2 separate regions of the Ovis canadensis genome follow, and region 2 is linked to region 1. The links are chromatin contacts, called in public Hi-C maps. All regions are on one chromosome and are shown on one strand. The core of a region is the stretch at or near the end of the contact, and the rest is flanking DNA. Distances in the headings are between cores, read along the strand shown. Region 1 overlaps IL1RL2 (interleukin 1 receptor like 2). Region 2 overlaps IL1R2 (interleukin 1 receptor type 2).

What was found. A called contact is a pair of places that touch in the nucleus more often than the background predicts.
Region 2: a contact with region 1 is called in a Hi-C map of fibroblasts, with 13 times the contacts expected there. The contact joins two enhancer-like sites. A contact is called at or near these places in 2 of 2 Hi-C or Micro-C datasets (fibroblasts and lung).

Annotation. Positions count from the first base shown.
Region 1 is chr3:99,639,925-99,645,377 of ARS-UI_OviCan_v2, reverse strand. It overlaps IL1RL2 (interleukin 1 receptor like 2), which reads left to right. Exons shown (of 10, transcript XM_069586353.1): 10 at 1-1,668. Among named protein-coding and RNA genes, the nearest start is that of IL1RL1, 22 kb to the right of the region's middle. Within about 2 kb of position 3,602, the one cell type or tissue checked has open chromatin away from gene starts, as enhancers often do. A contact at or near this core is called in fibroblasts, where this site is marked.
Region 2 is chr3:99,940,232-99,945,989 of ARS-UI_OviCan_v2, reverse strand. It overlaps IL1R2 (interleukin 1 receptor type 2), which reads left to right. Exons shown (of 13, transcript XR_011255768.1): 6 at 3,016-3,187. Among named protein-coding and RNA genes, the nearest start is that of IL1R2, 23 kb to the left of the region's middle. Within about 2 kb of position 1,844, the one cell type or tissue checked has open chromatin away from gene starts, as enhancers often do. A contact at or near this core is called in fibroblasts, where this site is marked.

The DNA.
Region 1 (5,453 bases), core at 2,353-4,852:
AAGCCCTCACTAACTGGCTGTCTCTGAGCACTCAGGAAGACTTGTGAACGTGGAGGAGTAGCCTTTGAGCCCCTGGGGAGGAGCCTTGGAGGGTTTGAGAGTTGGGGTTCAGCTGTCAGGAGGCTTGGCACATGGTCTGACCCCCATGAGGCTGGAGATGGGAGCCTGGGTGGTCAGAGCCACAGGGGGACCCTGTGGGCTTGGGGAGGCCTGGCAGAGGCCACGCCTGACCAGCCTGCTGGGGCCCTGTCCTCAGCCCCTCTCACTCCTCTTGTGCAATTGAACAGTTACGACGCTGCAGTCTGGGCACCTTGGCACTGGAAGCAACTTGGAAGTCACCTAGACCTGTGGGGACCAACTCTGGTTGCCAATGAATCCCCCCTGTTGGAGGGCCTCCTGCTTTGCCTGTCCAACCAAAACAAGTCATGAGGCCCTTATCTTTCCCAGTTGGCCTCTGGCAGCCAGAATTCTGAGCCACCTGTGGTAGACACGGTCACCACACCAAGAGGATGGAGCTCCATTCTGAGCAGACAAAGTCACCCACCTAGTGACCTGCCTTCTTCACAGGTCAGTTCATCAGTGAACAACTCAGAAGGATTGTCGACGTTAAAATCGACTATAAAGCCTTATCAGTAGTTTCAAACCCTGATATGGAGGAGCATAGATACAGTCCGGCTCTTATTCTGTGGTTGACAACTGCTAAGCTGCCAAGTCACTTCAGTCGTGTCCGACTCTGTGTGACCCCATAGACAGCAGCCCACCAGGCTCCCCCATCCCTGGGATTCTCCAGGCAAGAACACTGGAGTGGGTTGCCATTTCCTTCTCCAATGCACGAAAGTAAAAAGTGAAAGCAAAGTTGCTCAGCCGTGTCCAACTCTTCACGATCCCATGGACTGCAGCCCACCAGGCTCCTCCATCCATGGGATGTTCCAGGCAAGAGTACTGGAGTAGGGTGCCATTGCCTTCTCCAGGCTGTGGTTGACAACAGCAGCCTGCAAAGGTGGCTGCTGTGCTTGGAGAGTTCCTGTCCCCAAAAGTCATATATTTGAATGCTAACACCTGAACTACAGTGTTGGAGAAGACTTTTGGGAGTCCCTTGGACAGCAAGGAGATCAAACCAGTCACTCCTAAAGGAAACCAACCCTGAATATTCATTGGAAAGACTGATGCTGAAGCTCCAGTCTTTGGCCACCTAACTCGAAGAGCTGACTCATTGGAAAAGATCCTGATGCTGGGAAAGATTGAGGGCAGGAGGAGAAGGGGATGACAGAGGATGCCCTGGTTGGATGGCATCACTGACTCAACGGACATGAGTTTGAGCAAGCTCTAGGAGATAATGAAGGACAGGGAAGCCTGGTGTGCCGCAGCCCATGGGCTTGCAAAGACTCGGACATGACTGAGCGATTGAAAAACAGCAACTCCTGGCGTCATACTTTTAGGAGGTGGAGCCTTTGAGAGGTGACTGGGTCCTGAGGGTGGAGCCTGGGTGGATAGAATCAGTGCTCAAAATAAAAGAGACCCCAGACAGCTCCTTTGCCCCTTCTGCCACGTGAGAATATAAGAAATCTGCCACCTGGAAAGGGGACCCCCTCACTCAGCCATGATGGCACCCTGGTCTCAGACTCCCAGCCTCCAGAACACTGAGAAATAAATTTCTGTTGCTTATAAGCCTCCCAGTCTATAGCATTTTGTTACAGCAGCCAAGGAGACTAGAGTATGGCCCTGATGAAGCATCATAGAGGCTGGAGGGGGTTGGCCTGTGGGCAGTCCTTAATGTGTGCATTTTCACTAGTTTGGGGGCATCCTTTAATATTTTATCGCAGCAGCTGAACACATCTCTAAGCTGCTAAAGATCACAAAGTGTAAACCTCAAGTGAAATATCTGCCATTGTGAATACCCAAGAATTCTCAAATTCCATTTTATTACTAGCAGCTGCAGCACTTTCGGTTTTAATTTCCACTCATTTTTTAATGAAATTGTCAGAAAGCAAAAGGTGAAAAGACAAATAATTCAGTTAGACTGGCTTTGCCCCTGAAATGTAGGTTGGCCGGTAAAGGGTTGAGAATGTTCATTTTTCAGCTGACAAAACGTGCGTGCGGCTGTATGCAGTCGCTCAGTCCTGTCGACTCTGTGACCCCATGGACTGTAGCCTCCAGGCTCCTCTGTCCGTGGGATTTCCCTGGTAAGAATACTGAAGCGGGTTTTCATTTCCTACTCCAGGGGTTCTCCCTGACTCAGGGATTGAACCCTGCATTGCAGGTGGATTCTTTAATGCTGAGCCATCAGAGAAGCAACGCAGCTGACAAGGGCTCACACTCAATGGGCATAAAACAGAAGGTTAACAACGGCAGGTTGCATTCACCCATTTCAGCGGCTGGGCTTGGTGAGGTGAAAGGCGCTGTGTCCCCCGGCCTTGGGGGTGGGTCCCATGTCGCCTGGGCGAACCTCAGGGGACAGAAGCTGGCCTGGAGGTAGGGGTGATGTTAACACAAGTTCATGCGCCTGGCGCACAGTGAGGTCAAACAAAGCTGAAACATCGGAGGCTGGGCAGAGAAAGGTGTATTTCAGGGCCATGCAGGGAGAATGGGTGGCTCGTGCCCTAAGAAGCCCCGAACTCCCTGAGGGTTTCAACAAAATCCTTTTAAAAGCCTGATGAGCGAGGAGGATCACAGATGTGTGATCAGCTCGAGCACGATTCTGATTGGCTGATGGTGAGGCAGCAGGTGATGTCATAGGGACAAGCATCATCAGTCCCAGGGCACGGGCCCCAGGGTTCAATCCCTGGTCGGGGAACTGGATTCCATGTGCCACTGCAACTTAGAACCTGGAGCAGAAAAATAAACATTTAAAAACAAAACATTATCAGTCCTTAGGCTCCAAGAGGCCTGGGGCTGGTTGTCAAGTAGTTAACATTTTCCATTTGTTGAAGAGGGAGATTTTTATTACATCTACAAAAAACCTCAGGAAATTTGCACCAAATACTGTCATCCAGGTGCTTCAGCGAGGAGGTCAAGCGGAGGAAGCAGGGGAAGGCCCCACGGGGTCCTGCTCCCTTACAGTGAGAGGTGAAGAGGTCAGTCAAGGTGACACGCAGGTGCTACACCCCTCTAGCTTCTGGTTCATTCCTGTAATGACTAAGTCGCCCACAAAACCCACTTCCTTTGGTCTCTCCCCTCGAACACCATGCATCTGTCCCCGAGAAAGGGCAGCCTCAAGGTTGAGTCATGTCAAACAAAGAGTCCAGAGAGGGCTGGTCTTTCCCCAAAAGACTGAGACGTAGACACACACGTGAAAGTGCTTGGCACGCTCCGAGGTCCGACGAGGAGCTGTCTGACCAACAGGGAGTGGGTGGCAGGGCTGGTTCCTCAGTGCCTCCTGGCACCCCCTCCGTCCCCCTGCCCCCCACAGTGACTCAGAGGCTTCCTGCTGGCCCCAGGCAGCTGACCTTTCCCCAGCGCTACATCCCACTTCACAGTTATAAACTTTCCTTCCACGCTCACTCCTGTGGTTGATTTATCCAGGGTGTGTATGTGTGCAAAGTTCAGAGAGTGGAAAATTCCTCCTTGGTTTCCTTCTTAGAGGCTTCTCTACAGATGACGAGCCCACAACATCTGGAATAGATGATGGGGGTTGGGGAGCCCTCAGAGTTACAGGACGTTGGGACGAAGTCCTGGAGGCCACACATCTCGAACAGAATTCTCCTGGGGCCCTTGAGTGACGGAGGATGGAAACTCTGTGTCTCTGCCCCTCTTCCCCTGCCAAGCCCAGGCAGCTTCTAAGGGATGCTGGTGTTTGTTACAGTCAAACTGAAACCTCACCCTCCTCTTCTTCCTCCTAGAGGAAGGCGGAAGCAGACTGTGAGCACTGGCTCTTGCCCTCGTGAGTCACCTCTCCCCAGAGGCTCTTTTATTCTTCTTAATTTTAAAAATCAAATCCACAAAATTGAGAAAGCCAGTGCAGTTCCTGCCTGTGAGTTGTAAAGGGAAACACAGATTCCGAAACCTGCACATTTGCCGATCTGTTTAGGTAGATTTTTCAGGAATGTGTCTGCTTTTCCGTAAATAATCTGTTGGTTGTGGTCTACCATTGACTCAAACTCTTGAAACAGAGCAGGACCTTATGGTCCTTCCCCCAGCAGGTCCTCTGCCTCCCCTCTGTCCTTGGAAAACTTTAGTCAAAGAATAAATTTAATCAGAGAAATGAGAAACGCAGAAACAAAGGGAAACAGTCAGAGGAGAGTGAATAATGAGGCAGTCATTAAGCACAGTCAAGGACCTTTAGTTTCTTGTCAAGGGCTATAGATAATATTCTCGGCTGTATCCTGTGAGCTGTCTTATAGATACTAAAACACCAGATGGGAGAAGTTAACTACATGAAGAAAAGATTGTACAGAGGACATAAGCTGCCACAAATCCAAGAACTGGCCTCAGAGAAATGGGAACAAATGGACCCTGGAACTGAAGATTAACTTCACCTAAAACAGTCAAGAAGACACTGGTGAGGCCACCAGTGACAATCTGAAGATGACTGTCAAGCTGACTCTGCTGTTCTGCATGTATCCCCAACCTCAGCCTATAAAAGTTCTGCGGGGGGAGTTGGCTTTTGGACAGATGTCTGCCCTTAGCCCCAAGTTGCTGGCATCTGAAATAAAGCAAACTTTCCTTTCCACCAACTTGGCCTGTTTATTGGCTTTTGGGCATCGAGCAGTCAGACCCACACCACGCCTTTCAGGAACAGTCTGACCAAACACAAAAATTAGCTTTTTGCTTCTTTGGCAGGATATAAACAAGCTGCTTTAATATGGCACATGGTTGTTTAGTTTTCCCACCTTTCTCGACTGCTTTGGGAAGGTTTGCATTTTAAGCTGTCTTGATCAGAGGCTGTCTTATTAACGACTGCCATGCCCCACCTCTGACGCTCTGATCTGACTGTTCCGAGGAGCACAGCAGATGTTGGTCTGCAAGGACCTCAGGACTTTACTGAAGGAGAAGGGTGAGCAGGAGAATGGAATCCACAGGGAGACTCATCAGAGGACTGGCCCTCAGGTGGTTTTCTTGTCTTTACCAGGAGGCTGCCCAGCCCCCACCTCCCAGCCCCTGGGAAGAGCAGAAAGCGCATCTTTTCTGAATGCAGGTGCAGAATGGGGCCGTGGGGAACAGGGCTGCACTCGCGTCAGCTGAAACGGTGGCACTAAAATGTTTCAAGGGGCGGCTCCTGCTGTGGTTTGCTCTGTCTCCTCTTCCCTGCCTGCCTCCAGTTTCCTGATGCAGGAGACGCTGGGGTGGCATTCTTAGACCCACCTGAGCTCTGCCACAGAGGAGAGCTGGATGGGGTGAGAGCCAGCGGTCCCAGTGGACTCAAAGCCTGTGCCTGAAGACTGTGTACCCCTGACCTCCTCTGTCCACAATGAAATACTGTGTTGTTCAGTCACTCAGTTGTGCCCGACTCTGTG
Region 2 (5,758 bases), core at 595-3,094, 300 kb before region 1:
GGCAGTGAGCTGCCTCTCCTTTGCTTGTTTTTTAACTTTTTATTTTGTATTGGAGTATATTTAATTAATGATGTTGTGATAGTTGCAGGTGGACAGCAAAGGGGCTCAGCCATGCAGATACACGTACCCATTCTCCCCCAAACTCCCCTCCCACCCAGGCCGCCACGTAACATTGAGCAGAGTTCCCTGTGCTATAGAGTAGGTCCTTGCTTTTATCCATTTTAAATGTTAGCTGCTACTCCTTTTTGGATGTTAACTATCCAGTTAAGTATAGTTTTCACGTTTTTAAATGGTTTAAAAAATTAAAAGAAGACTATTATTTCATGGCCTGTGTAACTGATATAAAACTCGAATCTTAGTCTCTGTAAGTAATGTTTTACTGAGCCAGGCTCATTTGTTTCTGTTTTTATGGGGCAGCGACAACTGAGTTGAGTAGTTGGACAGAAGACATGTGGCCTAAAATATTTACTTTCTGGCTCTGTACAGAAAAAGTTTGCTGACCCCTGATATAGACTGTGAGTTGATACTGAAAAGTACAGTTACTTGTTTAAAAATGGATAGAAATGAACACTTTAGTAAAAAAAAATAGGTTGACCAATTGACAAGCATTCTAACTACAAAAATAGCTATAGTATGTCAAGTTAATATTGGAAACTTTTAAGTGACTTTCAGATAAAATGATTTTCAGAGTTGGCCAAAAAGTCCATTCAGTTTTTTGTATAGGATGGCATGGCAAAGCCTGAACGACCTTTTTAATGAACCCAGTGAAGTAGCCAGCTCTTATGAATTAGTCCACCCAACAGAGGAACTCTTGGTTTCGTAAGAGCATAGAAAGGTCAAGGGAGAGATTTTACAATAGGAAAGAGCATTGATTCTGGGGGGTGACCAGTCTGGATTGGAAACCCTGCATCTTCAGTGACCTGTTGTCTAGCCTTGGTCAGCTTCTTTCCCTCTTTAGCCTGTTTTCTCTGCACGGCGGCAGTGCATGCCTCCTCACCTGGGACTTCTCGAGTGGACGTGGAGCAAGTGTGTGACACACCCTGGGCAGTGCTTGGTGTGTAAATGCGGGTGGACAGGGGCATCCTGGTAGCACTTATCATGTCAGTTCCCGTCCCAAGAGTGCTGACTGTCGCTGGGCATGCCCTGTGTCCAGGCCTGCTCTCAAGTCCCCGACATGAACCCAGTGCAGCAGGGGCTGTTAGCATCTCCATTTTATGGATTAGGAGAGGGAGACACACAAGTGTGAGTACCGTGCCCAAGGTCACTCAGCCGGCAGAGGGTGAAGTCAGACCTCCGACGGTGGAGGCCAGAATGCGCACATCCCTGCCACACGGGGTACCCTGGAGACCGGTAGACCCTGGAAGAACCGTGTGGCTCTGCCCTGTTTTACCTTTTTAAACTTAATCGACACACTAGAGCCTGTTCACATTTGCAGTACACTAATCAGAAACCCACACTCTGTGTGTGTGTGAGTCGCTCAGTCGTGTCCAACTCTTTGGGACCCCAGGGACTGTAGCCTGCCAGGCTCCTCTGCCTGTGGAATTCTCCAGACAAGAATACTAGAGTGGGCTGCCAGTTCCTCCTTCAGGGGATCTTCCTGATCCAGGGATCAAAACCGGTCTCCCACATTGCAGGCAGATTCTTCACCATCTGAGCCCTGTTTGGGTTTGTTCATATTTGATCACATGTGTTGGGAATGATGAAATCTCTGTTTTTAATTAAGTATATTGTTCAATTAGACTTAATGAGTCATGTGGCTGACAAACTCTTCCAGTTATGCCCGAGTTCTTATTCAGAATAAGTCTATGAAATGACTCAGGGTTCTATTCGACGGTTGCAATCGTCATGGTTTTGAAAGAGATGTTCCTGAGAACATTTTGTGCTCATGAGATGTCTGCTCTGCTCTGCTCTGCTCTGCAGTATCTTTGTCCAAAGTGCGGCTTCATGTCTCACACTCAGTTTTCTCTTACAAAATTTTCTCCATCTCTCCTGACTCTTTAACTCGAAATGATTCTTAATGTGATTACTGCAACATCAACTCTTGTGGGCATTTACCATGACTGCCTCATAGCACTCCTTTCTGGATGTTTCCCAGGGCCTATAGGCACCAGTTAGGCCATAAATATATTTCTATTTTAATGGCCTACTTTGTCAAAGAAGATAGTTTCTTTTTTCCCCGTTGTGCCGAAGCAAACGTGCTTTAAACTTTGTGGCTAAACAGACCCAGCCGTTTATTACAAACTTTTTATTTTGTAATGGAGTATAGCCAATTCACAAAAATCTTGTGATAGTTTCATGTGGGCAGCGAAGGGACTCAGCCATACATCACATGTATCCACTCTCCCCCAAACTCCTCTCCCATCCAGGTTGCCACATGACATTGAGCAGAGTTCCTTGTGTTAAATAGTTGGTCCTTGATGGTTATCCACTTAAAATATATCTGTGTGCGCATGTCCATCCCAAACTCCCTAACTATCCTTCCCTCCATCCTTTCCCCCAGCAACTGTAAGTTTTTCTTCTAGGTCTGTGAGTCTATTTCTTTTTTGTAAATAAGTTCGTTTGTATCACTTCTTTTTAGAATCCCCATATAAGCAATGTCATATGATATTTCTCCTCTTTCTGACTTGTATCACTCTGTATGACAATCTCTAGCCCCATCCATGTTGCCGCAAATGGCATTATTTCATTCTTTTCAATCCAGCCATTTTATTTTATATGCTAAAACTCCCTCTCCTGAAAACACAGCTAAAAGCACGCCTCAGAGGACAATATTTGCAAAGTAAATACCAAGGTGATTCTTGGGTTGCAAATTCAGTAGTGATGCATAATACCGATGCTGTTCATAGCTTTTGAGATATCAATTAGAATATAACTTAACTTTTTAAAAAAACTTTAAATTTTGTATTGGGGTTTAGCCAATGAACAATGTGGTGATGGCTTTAGGTAGACAATGAAGAGATTCAGCCACACATATACAAGGATACAGTGTAACTTTGAAAACCATTTTCCCTTAAGGATTCTGTCCCTTTGGATCAAGACAACCAGAAGTTTCTCAGTGTGAGGGGAACTCGCTTACTGGTAAACAATGTGTCCATGGAGGACGCAGGCTACTATACCTGTGCCATGCCGTATGCCCACAAAGGCAGGCAATACAACATCACCAGGAATATCAAACTCCAAGTTAAGAGTGAGTACTTGCCATCAAGAAACCTCTGCACCCTGGTTCAGCAACAAGCATGCGAGGGGGAAATTAGGGCTCATGTAGAACTCTTTTTTTCCCCCAGGTGGTTATTTCTTGATTGATTTCTTTTTAAAGAAATATTTTTAATTGAGGGAAAATTGCTCTACAATATTGGTTTGATTTCACGTAGAATTCTTTGAGTGTCTTTGGTATCAGAGGAAAACAGATATGGCATATGTCTTGGCACCAGGCTTATAAGACGTGTATGACACTTGGAAGGATAAAAGCTGGGTGATTTTATGAACAGTGAATCCCTGGGTGGTGGACAGGGTTCTAAATCTGAAGTTAAAATGTACACCACTAGAGGGAGCCAAATAGTAGTTCACTTGGAAGGCCCCTCTGCAAGGTCCGTTTGGAAGGCTTGCACCTGGAGGGCCAGTCATCAGAGCCCAGTTGCCGTAACTTTGTGTCTAATTCTAGGATGTGCATGCGTGCTCAGTTGGTGGGTCATGTCTGACTCTTTGTGACCCCATGAACTGTAGCCCACCAGGCTCCTCTGTCCATGAGATTTCCCAAGCAAGAATGCTGGAGTGGGTTGCCATTTCCTTCTCCTAATTCTAGGATACTAGGATTTTTTGGAGTTTTCAATGAGAAGTCTATACATTGGTACAGCTGGTGAAAAAAAATCTCTCCTTTTTGATCTTCCCCAAGCATGTCTAGCCTGAAGGCTCAGACGGTAAACAATCTTCCTGCAGTGCAGGAGACCCAGGTTCAATCCCTGGGTTGTGGAAATCCCCTGGATTTGGAAATGACAAGCCACTCCAGTATTCTTGACTGGAGAATTCCATGGACAGAAGAGCCTGGTGGGCTACAGCCCAGGGTGTCGCAAAGAGTCGGGCACGGCTGAGAAAGCTGAGCGACTAACACACAAGTGTGTCTCGTGGCTCTTGAAACCAGGATTTAAAATAGCAAGGGCGCACATTGGTTTACATGAGTCCTACCTGAAAATAATGTGTGAACAGTACCAATTAGCATTTCAGGTTTGGTCACTGTTTCTTCCATGCCTCCTACGTGCTGGGCATCAAGCTTGGTGCACGAGGCGCACAGGCGGTGAAGTCCTGGCCCCTGCTCTGGACAGTATGGTGCTTCTCTTAATTTTATACACTGAATAACTACACAATCGGGGTCTTTTCAGGGCTTCCCAGGTGGCACTAGTGGTAAAGAATCCGCCTGCCAGTGCAGGAGGTGCACGTGATAAGGGTTCGATCCCTGGGTCAGGAAGATCCCTTGGAGGAGGGACTGGCAACTTACTCCAGTACTCTTGCCTGGAGAATCCCATGGACAGAGGAGCCTGGCAGGCTACAGTCCATGGGGTGGCAAAGAGTTGGGCATGACCGAGCAAGTGAGCAGACACACACACACACACACACACACACACACGGACATTTCAGAGAGCTTTGAAACTATGTTCAGGCGTATAATTAGTCTACAAAGGGAAAAGACTTTCTTCTCCCAGAGAATACAGAGATTCAGTCTTAGTACAGGGAAAATCGAGTCTTCCATGAACGGAAGTCTCTCTGTCTGGTGAGGATTCAATCACATCAGCCCCTTGCTCCCCCGCAGAGGGGATTTTTTAGAATCCTGACCCCCTCCACCGTTGTCCTGTTCATGTGATACTGCACAGGAACACGAGGGGGCGCCAACCTACCTACTATCCTGTGTCCTGAGGACCACACTGTGTCTCAGCCGCTTTCAAGGGTGGTCCTCCGCCAGCTGCAGCATCACTTGGGTACTCATCAGACACGCAGACTCTCAGGCCTCCTCCCAGACATACTGAACAAGAAACAGTGAGCAGCCCATATTTAATAAGCTCCCAGGTGATCCTGACATGCCCTGGACTTTCGACCCACGGATGTATCTCGTCCTTGGGGCATCTTTCTCCCCTCTCTGCCTCCCTGAAGCAGCCCTGTGACCTTGGAGGGAGGCGCAGGCTCATGATCTCGGTCACTGGAGAAGCCGGCTGCTCTCTGGGCTCACCTGGGATGCTGCCTAAAGCTTATCCCATTAGGGTTTCAGATGCTCTTTAGTGGAAGACATGAGGATGGAGCCGTGGTGGACGTGGGCAGCCCTTCATCCACCATTTGCTGGCCTTTCTGCCCCAGTTCAGATGCTCAGTTTCTTCAAGCTGCTGGGAGAACTGCCTCTTGGGGAGCTGGGCTCTGATTCCCCAACAAAGAGTCAGTTTCCTCAATTACAAGCCCAGGTGGCCAAGCTGGGTTACCTTGTTTCTCTCTCAGTGTGGGGTTAGCAGGTTCCCCAGGTGGCCATTCCCAGTGGCACCCGCCTGCCAACGCAGGAGTCTCAGGCTTGATCCCAGGGTCGGGAAGAGCCCCTGGAGGAGGGCACGGCAACCCACTCCAGTATTCTCGCCTGGAAAATCCCATGGACAGAGGAGCCTGGTGGGCTACAGTCCATAGAATCGCATAAAATCTGACACAGCTGAAGCGGCTTAGCACACACACGGGTGAGCATCACAAACAGGTGGTTCTGGATGTCCTGTGCCTTTTTTATTTTTCA